Linked DNA regions of Sus scrofa: regions 1 and 2 are each linked to region 3. The links are chromatin contacts, called in public Hi-C and HiChIP or PLAC-seq maps. All regions are on one chromosome and are shown on one strand. The core of a region is the stretch at or near the end of the contact, and the rest is flanking DNA. Distances in the headings are between cores, read along the strand shown.

Evidence for each region. Hi-C and Micro-C count contacts between places; a contact is called where the count stands out from the background. HiChIP or PLAC-seq counts read pairs in DNA pulled down with a chosen protein or histone mark.
Region 1: a contact with region 3 is called in an H3K27ac HiChIP or PLAC-seq map of skeletal muscle. The contact joins the enhancer-like site here to the promoter of RGMA in region 3. A contact is called at or near these places in 6 of 47 Hi-C or Micro-C datasets (embryonic fibroblasts, epiblast stem cells, fetal skeletal muscle and 2 more) and 1 of 2 datasets of contacts at active chromatin or transcription factors (skeletal muscle).
Region 2: a contact with region 3 is called in a Hi-C map of brain, with 5 times the contacts expected there. The contact joins the enhancer-like site here to the promoter of RGMA in region 3. A contact is called at or near these places in 3 of 47 Hi-C or Micro-C datasets (brain, embryonic fibroblasts and heart right ventricle) and 1 of 2 datasets of contacts at active chromatin or transcription factors (skeletal muscle).

Annotation. Positions count from the first base shown.
Region 1 is chr7:85,685,363-85,688,524 of Sscrofa11.1, reverse strand. No RefSeq gene overlaps it. Among named protein-coding and RNA genes, the nearest start is that of RGMA, 230 kb to the left of the region's middle. Within about 2 kb of position 1,849, at least 5 of the 83 cell types and tissues checked have an H3K27ac peak or open chromatin away from gene starts, as enhancers often do. A contact at or near this core is called in fetal skeletal muscle and skeletal muscle, where this site is marked.
Region 2 is chr7:85,740,116-85,742,967 of Sscrofa11.1, reverse strand. The region is part of intron 1 of LOC106504492 (a long non-coding RNA gene); the gene reads right to left. Among named protein-coding and RNA genes, the nearest start is that of RGMA, 180 kb to the left of the region's middle. Within about 2 kb of position 1,472, at least 15 of the 83 cell types and tissues checked have an H3K27ac peak or open chromatin away from gene starts, as enhancers often do. A contact at or near this core is called in brain and skeletal muscle, where this site is marked.
Region 3 is chr7:85,920,008-85,923,156 of Sscrofa11.1, reverse strand. RGMA (repulsive guidance molecule A) reads right to left here and starts at 1,633. Exons shown (of 4, transcript XM_001924865.4): 1 at 1,257-1,633. The coding sequence starts at 1,270.

The DNA of each region.
Region 1 (3,162 bases), core at 600-3,099, 230 kb after region 3:
CAATATGAGCAAGTCTTTAGTGTCCATCCTTGACCTATGGGGGTCTGGAAATGGTCACTCACCTATTTCTCAGGGTTTGAGATAGTGAATCATGAAGATATCCCTGCTGTGTATTTTCCTGGGAGGCCATGGAGGAGTTTCAGACTAATGGCAGCTATTATCTGTCACTTTAGGGTTACCTTTATTGCAGCCTTGACCAACATAGCTCCTGGCAGGGGGGTAGGGGGGTCTTTCTTTTGAGTTGACTTCAGAGACTCCTGGTTATTTCTCTATTAAGAACCATTTTATTTATGATTCTTTGCCATCTAGTCTGTGTTTAGAGAGACTTTTTCCACGAACATACTGTTTTGCTAAGTTGTCATTCCTTTCCTCATTTTTTTATTTTAATAAGAGATACATTGGTCCTCTCTAGGGCTCCGATCTGTGTGAGCTTGCCTGTTACCCAGATTAAGTGAACACCATGTGGAGCACAGCAGAGAAATAGGACGGTGTAGTCAGCCTCTGTAGTCCTCTTATGGGTCAATGGATGGGTTTGATTCGCATTTTTCAAAAGTTGAATGTGGTTGTGAATGTTCTTTTTTTTTTTTTTTTTTTGAGGTGCTCTGAGTTCTTGGAACCTCAGACTGGGATCAAGTCTTTTTTTTTTTTTTTTAGGGCCACACCCACAGCATATGGAAGTTCCCAGGCTAGGAGTCTAATAGGAGCTATAGCTGCCAGCCTACACCACAGCCACAGCAATGTGGGATCTGAGCCACGTCTGTGACCTATACCACAGCTCATGGCAATGCCGGATCCTTAACCCACTGAGTGAGGCCAGGGATAGAACCCGCAACCTCACGGATACTAGTTGGGTTTGTTAACCACTGAGCCACAAAGGGAACTCCCTTTCATTTTTTTTTGAAGTTGTTCTGCCACATGGGTAAGGGAAAGGGCAAAGAGCTGAGACGGATCCGTGTGTTCCATCTAAGCCGGTTCCTCACATACACCTGGCATCACGCCAGCGTTTGAGGGATGGTGAGCATGTCTGCCACCTTGGCCTTGCTTCCATTCATTGTGTGGGAGGGCATAGGGCTTGCTCCTCAAGTTCAGACACTGGTGACTGTCCCTTCTCTTCCAGGACAGTTCCTAACCAGGTGAGAGGTGAGGGGAGAGAGACGAAAAGGAGCAGAGCAGGAGAGGTGGCAAGATGGGGCATGCGAGAGGCAAAGCCGGGTGGTTGCTGGGGAGGAAGAAGAGAGACTTTCACGCTGATTTTGTTCTCAAGGAATTGCCGTTACCACGAAGAAAACCACAGCGGATGACAGCAAATTACTGAGTGACTGAGAGTCAGAAGTTGATGTAATAAGCAAAAGAAAGCAGTGCGATTCCGTGTGTGTGTGTGTGTGTGTGTGTGTGTGTGTGTGTGTTTGTATAGGGGAGGGAGAATGATGAAGGGCCAGTGGTGCTGTCCATCCTCTCCCATGTTAGTGCTTACATCTTTCCTTTGCTTTTCTCTTCTGCTTTTGGGAATTACGAAACAATAAAACCATGGCTTATAGTCATAATTTACACAGATGATTTATGGCCATCTTGACCATTCAGTTACATGTCCAACAGCTGTGAAATCATTGCTTTTTCCCTCAGTGGGAAGTTGGAGGATAGGAAGACTGGTGTTCCCAGTCCCTCTTCATGGGATGCTCAGAGTTCCTGCGTGTAGAGGAACAGGGTTGCCTGTCAGGACAGGCAACTCCGCTTCTTAGTTTATGGATTCAACCCACAAACTCTTCTGTGGTAGAATGTGAGGGACCCTTGCACTGCTCCGATTTCCTCTGGCAACCTCCTCTCTCTCTCTGTCTCAGAGCTATGCTGTTGCTTGACTGTGCAGGGCAGGGAATTTTTGGTTGGCCAGCATGGAGGAGAGAGGGCAGCATGGGGCGAGGAGCCCTGCACTGCTTTCCTCTGGGCCCCAGGGAGCATGGGGTCGCAAGTGGAGGGTAGAGGCCCCTGTGTGGTACCATAAAATTCTAGGAACGCTCCCTCTGCGTTGCAGGCCTGAGAATACCCAGCGTGACAGTGTATATAACATTCCTGACTTATGCTTCTTAATACCAGCCTATAAAAATAGCAATCCAACTGGATGAGGTCATGGGGAGATTGCGCGGGGCCATATGCCATGGGCTGAGTTGGTGCTGACTGATACTTGGAGGCTTAGATCCTGGGACTTGTTGGTTTGGGAAGGAGAAGACATCAGAGGGTGGGAATGGGCTGGGGAGTAGGAGAAAGAACCAGGAAGAGGTTGAATGAGCCTTTCTTAGCAGGAGGGAAGCCCATCAATTACAGCGTGACGGGGAAGAGGAGGTAGTATTACCATTTGTTGGGCCTCTACCATGTCCCAGAGAATGCCTATGTTTTGTCTCATTTAATCTTCTGGACAATATGAGTTGGGTACTTAAGTCCCATTTTGCAACGGAGGAAACTGTCTCAGCTACAGTGAATATCTGAGACTTAACTGACTAAGCAGTTAGAGATAGTATTCAACACAAGGGCTTTAGGACTTTGAGGCTGGGAGCTCTGACTTTGGGCTGCAGAGTTTTCATGTTGGGAGGAGGTTAGTTATGGTGGTGGTTGTTGTTTTGCCACATGTGCGGTAGCTTGATGTGGGATCTCAGTTCCCAGAGGAGGGATTGAACCCAGGCTGCAGTGGTGAAAGCACTGAACCTTAACCACTAGACCACCAGGGAACTCCCAGGAGTAAGTCAGTTTTACTGGGAGTGAAAGTCTCCAGTTGGAGTTTACCTTTTTTTTTTTTTTTTTTTTTGGTCTTTTTAGGGCCGCACCCACGGCATATGGAGGTTCCCAGGCTAGGGGTCAAATCAGAGTTGTCGCTGTTGGGCCATGCCACAGCCACAGCAACTTGGGATCTGAGCCAAGTCCGCAACCTTCACCATGGCTCACAGCAATGCTGGATCTTTAGCTCACCAAGCAAGGCCAGGGATCTAACCTGCAACCTCAGTGTTCCTAGTTGGATTCATTTCTGCTGCACCATGATGGGAACCCCTCACTTGGAGTTTAGATGCATGATGAAACCTGGTTTAGTGGATTTCACCTTACTGAACGGAGCCATTGTCTTTAGGAGTCTATGGATAAATCTTTTCTCCTTCCTTTCCAGGCTCCAGTGATTTG
Region 2 (2,852 bases), core at 223-2,722, 180 kb after region 3:
CCAAATTGGCACATATTCTGAGGCCAGCCTTGACTGATGCCAACCCTCAGATGTTGGGTAGGACCTTGATTTGGGAATGGCCATGTGCTTGTCAACTGTGCATGGGCTGGTTTACCAGAATGGAATAATTTTCTCAAGGTATTAAGAGTAGATATTCTTAAAAGGCCATAGGCCACTGAATTTACTACACCTCATCTGCTATAAGCTATGCCCCAAAGAAATCAAGTGGTGTTTGCTGGCACTCGGTATTCCCTGGTGGTACCCGGGATTAATATTGCTGAACCTGGACATACAGACTTCCTTCAGGTTTGCCAGCATGATGCCTGGACCACCTTCCTGGGAATGGCCCGGATGCTTGAACGAAATGCAGTTTTATCAATAGCACTTGAAACTTAATGAATCAGAAACTCAGGGGGGTGAAGGCTGCAAATGTCTATTTTCATGATCTATCCTGGGGAATCCCTCAAGTGTGAGTGCTCGGGTTCTGGATTCAGCCAGTCCTGAGGGTGCATCCTGGACACACTGAGTGATATGGGGCAAATTAATTCAGCTCTGGAAGATCTGCTTTCCTCATTTGAAAAATGGGGATAATTACAGTTGCAGGGAGTGAATGAGATAATCCCTAGGAAGCATTTGGCAGGAGGCCTGGCACTGGCTATGTTCCCAGTAAGTGTCAGCTATTAATGTATTTCATTGATTCTAAGATGCTCTTTTTTTTTTTGCATATTAACATCACTGAAATCCAGTCTGCTTCTCAAAATTGATGGCATGTCATGGTCTCAATGGTGGCATTTTTTTTTTTTTCTTTTTAGTAGTCTCTAAAACAATGGGGCATCTTACTATAGACAGTGTCTTAGACTTGGTGAATATGGTGTATTTAAGGGGTCCAGGGTTGCAGTGTGGTCCAGCCTAAGGCCTCCTGGGGGAGTCCTCGAATTGGGGGTATCTCAGGTCTGTCTTTGCTGTGTCCATCTTGCCAGTGGCCCCTGCATGCCCAAGAGTAAGTCAATAAGCAGGAACAAGGTGAAAGTTAACAAGTGGGTCTCCATGATTTGGGGTGATCTTGCTTGGCCTCCCCTTTTGGGGTCCTGCTCATCTTTCCTATTGGAGGACTTCAAGCCAGGGCAGCTTGAACTAGGTGGGGCAAGTGTGATGAAGGCATTGCTTGCTTCCTTCATTCATTGGTTCCTCTCATCCCTGGACTTGCCTTGTTGGATGTCTCTGGGCCACTGGCTACTACTTTCATTTCTCTTTTCCTTTGGGCATCCTATTCAGAGAAGGATTTTGAGAAGGAACCCAGGGTCCAGAAGGAGCTAACACTACCCCTAATACGGCCTGCTACGAAATTATCAGTATGATCAGAGCAAATTGGGGAGAAATCCACTCCCTCCTCCCAGTGACCTCCCTTGGCCCCTGGCTCCTGTCTGCTCAGCTGTGTGATCAAAAAGGGACTTTGGCAACAGGATAGCAGTGGGGGGAGGTTTGCTTCTCGTTGTTTTTAAGGTGATCTGCTATGAAGGAATCGGCTTAATGAGTGGTTTGCTTCCTTTGGGAAAAAAAGCACCATCTGGGTTTAGATTTCATATTTACTATTTTAAACCCATTCAATTAGACCCCTGGGGTTTCCCAGGCCTGCTTGTGGGAGTTTCTCTCCAAGCGTCCCTTCCCTTTTTTCCCAAACCCTAGGACAAATGTTTGTTTTTCTCACATATTCATCACGGCCCACGGCCTTCAGAAAGGACTACAGAGCCTGGCAGTGGCCTGGGAACCGGTGCCTGGCTAGGGAGCATTTAGCTGAGGACAGAGCTTGGCAGGCTTGCTTCCTGCCCCACGCAGGCCTTTACCATGGAAAGCTGAGGGAGGGAGGGTCTTGGCACATTTGCAGAGCCCACTGGAAGCTCTCAATTTTGAGAGGGAAAGGGACTTTCTCATGGGTTTCCTGCTCCCAGTGTATCAATCAGCCTCAGAGAAACACAAGAAGTGGTTTCCTAGCAGGAATCGTGATTACAAAGGCCCCCGGCTCCCTTTGTACCTTTTGTTCCTGCTGGCGCCTTGGTCAGAATTTGGGGGCCGCTCCAGCTAGCCTTTGCTGGCCTGGGTCTGCTGATCCTGGAAATCAGGGTGAAGGAAAAGAAAAAGATGTCCGGAGGAGCCCAGAGGGGATATGCCCCTCTCTCTGTTGTAGGAGGGATGGTTTTTGCAAATCTCCGAGCTGCTGGTTCTTGACAAGTCAACAGGGAATGACCAGACCTATCTTGTGGGGATGTGATATTTGAGTAAGGTGTCACAACCTGCTTGCCACTTAGTTGGTACTCCTTAAATTACTCCCTGCCTGTACTTCCCCCCTCCTGCTTTGCTTGGAGGGTAGAACCCACATCTAATGTCATTTAAATATGATTTTTGACATGGTAGTTGGAGCAGGGGAATGACAGCAGAAAATAGGAGGAAAAAAGTAATTTCATATTCCACCTCCCCCTTCTCTTATCCCCCTCCTCCCCAAAAAACTTGTTTAACGCTGCATGCATTATTGGGCAGAAAATGCACAACTGTGGCTGGTTACTGCATTTTGTTTGTTTTTTGTTTTTGTTTTTTTTGCCTGAAGCCAACTTCTGATGGAACCCCCACCCTGCTGGTCTTCTGTTTTGCTCGGCTGAGCTGTGGGATGTGGGCTTAAAGGACCCTTGCCAAAGTGGAGAGTTTTATCTGGCTTCCTGACAGCTGTGAGAAATCCTGATTGACAATAAGAGAGCTTCTAAGCAGGGAGCTGGGAGGACAGACGGCACGATGTGAAGGGGTCTTAAAGTGGGAGACAGGTCCCCACATGTCAGTTTTGAGAAGCACTATTGATTTCA
Region 3 (3,149 bases), core at 384-2,883:
CTTACAGGCAGGTAACATTTTACGTTATGCTTTTGTTACAGGACCCTAAAGCCTGATGGTGAAGGTGAAGGATCTCTTTGAGGTGGGAGCTTGCTAATCAGTAGGACCTGCAATTCTGACCCTTGAGCTTGGCGTGAGAGCTGGGGGCGTCGCGGCGCTCCAGCTCAGCCGGACTGTAGCTACGGTGAAAACTTCTAGCCCCAGGCAGCCAAGTGCCTGCCTCCCCACCTCGAGCCGGAGTCTCCTACTTTGAGAACACCCAACTTCGTGGCCTAAAAGAAACGCTCAATGTATCATTTCCGCTAGATGGCGCGATTTCCCCTAATCGGTCCTCAAGACACCCGATTTATAAAATAAATACATTCCAACGCCTTCCGAAACCACACTACATAATAGCAGCTCGCAGGCGCCCATTAAAAAAAAAATCTCAATTTAGGGATATTGATTCTACCTCCGAGCAAATCTAATGCAATTACATTAACAGGATGCAATCAAGAATTGCACACTAGTGTCCCCATCAGTCCTCCCCCCAAATACACCTGTCCCACTGCCCCAGCTTGTTCCTGGGATGAGCCACTGCTTGAGCCAGGCACGTAACTGTTGCTGTGCCCAGCCCTCTGGGCCCACCTGTTCACTTAGAAACGCCAGGGCCACTCGCGACTCCTATCCCTTAAGCACTCAACACAAGTCCCTCACTTTCCTGCGCACCTGCGCTCCCAGGCAAAGGACCATTGGAGACCCAAGCCCAAACAGTGCGCAGCGCCGATGCCCCCGGGGCAAGCCCTAGAGCAGCGGCTCTGCAGCTGGCTAGGCAGTTGGGCCAGAAGCTGGAGGAGAGGGCCCGGGAGAGTCGGGCCAATGCGGGTTCACAGCGGCACAGCCCGGTGGCTCTCCCTGTCCCAGGCTCCGCGGGCTGGACGTAGCGACCGCCCAATGAGGAGGTGGCCGCGGGAGAAAGAGAGCTCCCAGCACGCGCACAGTGGTACACACATTCGCCGGGTCTGCCCAACCACGAGCGCTGCAGGCTGCCCGGGGAGAGCATTTTAGGAAAAAAGAGCAAATACCAAACCACAAAAACTTTGCTGCTGCCAAGAGCTAAAGCGATCAGGCTTAGCAAAGCTCAAATCTGGGCAAGATGGGAGCAAGATGAGACGCGGGGTTGGGGAAGACCAAAGCCGTGCCGTAGCCCGGGCAAGTGGTGGCGGCGCCTCAGGGATGTCAGAGCCGGGTCCGCCCCGCTCCTGGCCCGCGCTTACCTTGGCGGCTGCATGAGCCCCTGCAGCCCTCGGGGGGGTGGCGCTGACAGGGCTGCGGGCGAAGAGGGGTTGCCGGGGCGCCGCTGTTCGGCCCCGGGGCAAAGTGGGAGGGGCTCGGCAGGCGCTGGTCCCCGCCGCCCCGGCCGGCTCAGCAGCGGCCCGGGGCGCGCCGCCTGCTCCCGGGCTGCATGCCTGCGAGCGCCTGGAGGAGCCGGCCCGGGAGCGAACGGCTAGTGCTTACCCAGCCAAAGGCTCGGGCTGCGCAGCCCGCGCTCGAGAGACAACTGCAGAGTCGGGCGGCTCGGGCCAGCCCCCTCCCTCGCCCGGCCCCCGCCCGCAACCGCCGCCAAGCGCGGCGTCTCGAGGTTCTTTTGCGCGCGGAGGGGAGGGGGCGGGCCAGGCGCCCGGGGCGCAGGCGGGGGGCGAAACGGGCGGGGCCAGCCGGGCGCGGGCGGGAGCGGAGACGTGGGGTGCCGACTCGGATTGCCCCGCCCCGCCGCGGCCGCACCTTCCCGCATCAGCACCCGCTAAGGCGGTTGGGGTCGGGAGCTGCTCACGCTGCCAAGTCTAGACTTCCCTAAACATGCGGGTTAGGGGGGCGCGAGCCGCAAGTGCCATGACCCTCGAGGCGCCTCCAACTTTCCTAATCATCCGCTGCGAAGCCCTGGAGAGCACGTTTCCATCATCAGTTCCATGGGTAGGGCGAGATATTCTGAGGTTTCTGGAATAGACAGTCACATCCAGGAGAAAAGCTGCTACTCTCTGCAGAGACGCACCTTTGTTGTTCTGAGATGTTTGCTTAATCTTCTTTTTAAAAATTAACACATATGTATTAAATATGTAAATGAGGAATACGTCCTTGTGTACAATTTTTATACAGCCCAGGCATATCTAGAGTAAGAAGACCGTATAACATCCCCCTTCCCATATCAGCCCCTCCCCAGAGGTAACCTCGGGTCAGAGTGTGCTCCGCCGCGAGTCTTTCCTGTCCCTGCGCGGCGCTTTTACGCTCACACGCACGGATTGTAAGTGGATTCTCTTCTCCAAAGAATGTTTCACCATGCAGCGCATGCACACACTGGCGAGAACACTTCGGTTGCGATAAATTCCCCAGAGGCTTCCGGGAGTCCAGGGAAAGATTCTTGCCGTGAAACAGCAAAGAGCCACCCAATCGCCCTGTGCAGAGCTGAAACCCCAGCTGGAGCTTGCAGTCAGCCTGAACACACAGCTCACGCCCAAATTAGCATTGCTCGGTTAGAGAAATTTGCCAGTGCGTTTCAGACAGGGTTATGGCCTTCGCATTCTTACAGAAAACAAGCTGTCATGGATTTTGATGAGAACTCTTTGGATTTGCAAAATAAAAAGGTATCATCTACATTAAAACACGATCATTATTTATGCTTGTGGTCTTGAGAGATGTGGTTTCAACTCAATATTCTGTGTTTTATTGGTACTGAGATAATCTATAGCTGGGATATAAATACAATCCATGTGATTTCGCAGGAAGAGATCAGGTATTGGAATTGCTGGTTTCTATAATTAGCTCTGACCTTGGGCAAGCCTTTTAGCTCTCTTGGGCCCCAGTTTCCTCATAGAGAGAGAGAGGAGAGAGAGAGAGAGAATGTCCAGCCCTAATAATTGGTGAACGACAGATTTCTTCCCTTATCAAATTTTTCAACTCAACTCTAACCTCCTTAGGGAATGGCTCTCCCAGCGTTGCATTCTTTCTTCCTAACACTGATCTCACTTTGCAATTATGCACTGGTTAGCGTGACCCTTCTGTAGGTGCGGGCCTCTCCCATCAGGCTGTAAGCACCTTGACAGCAGAAACCAAACTGCCTGCGGTCATCACTACACCCCCAGCTTGTAGTGTAGTGTCTGGCATGTACTAGA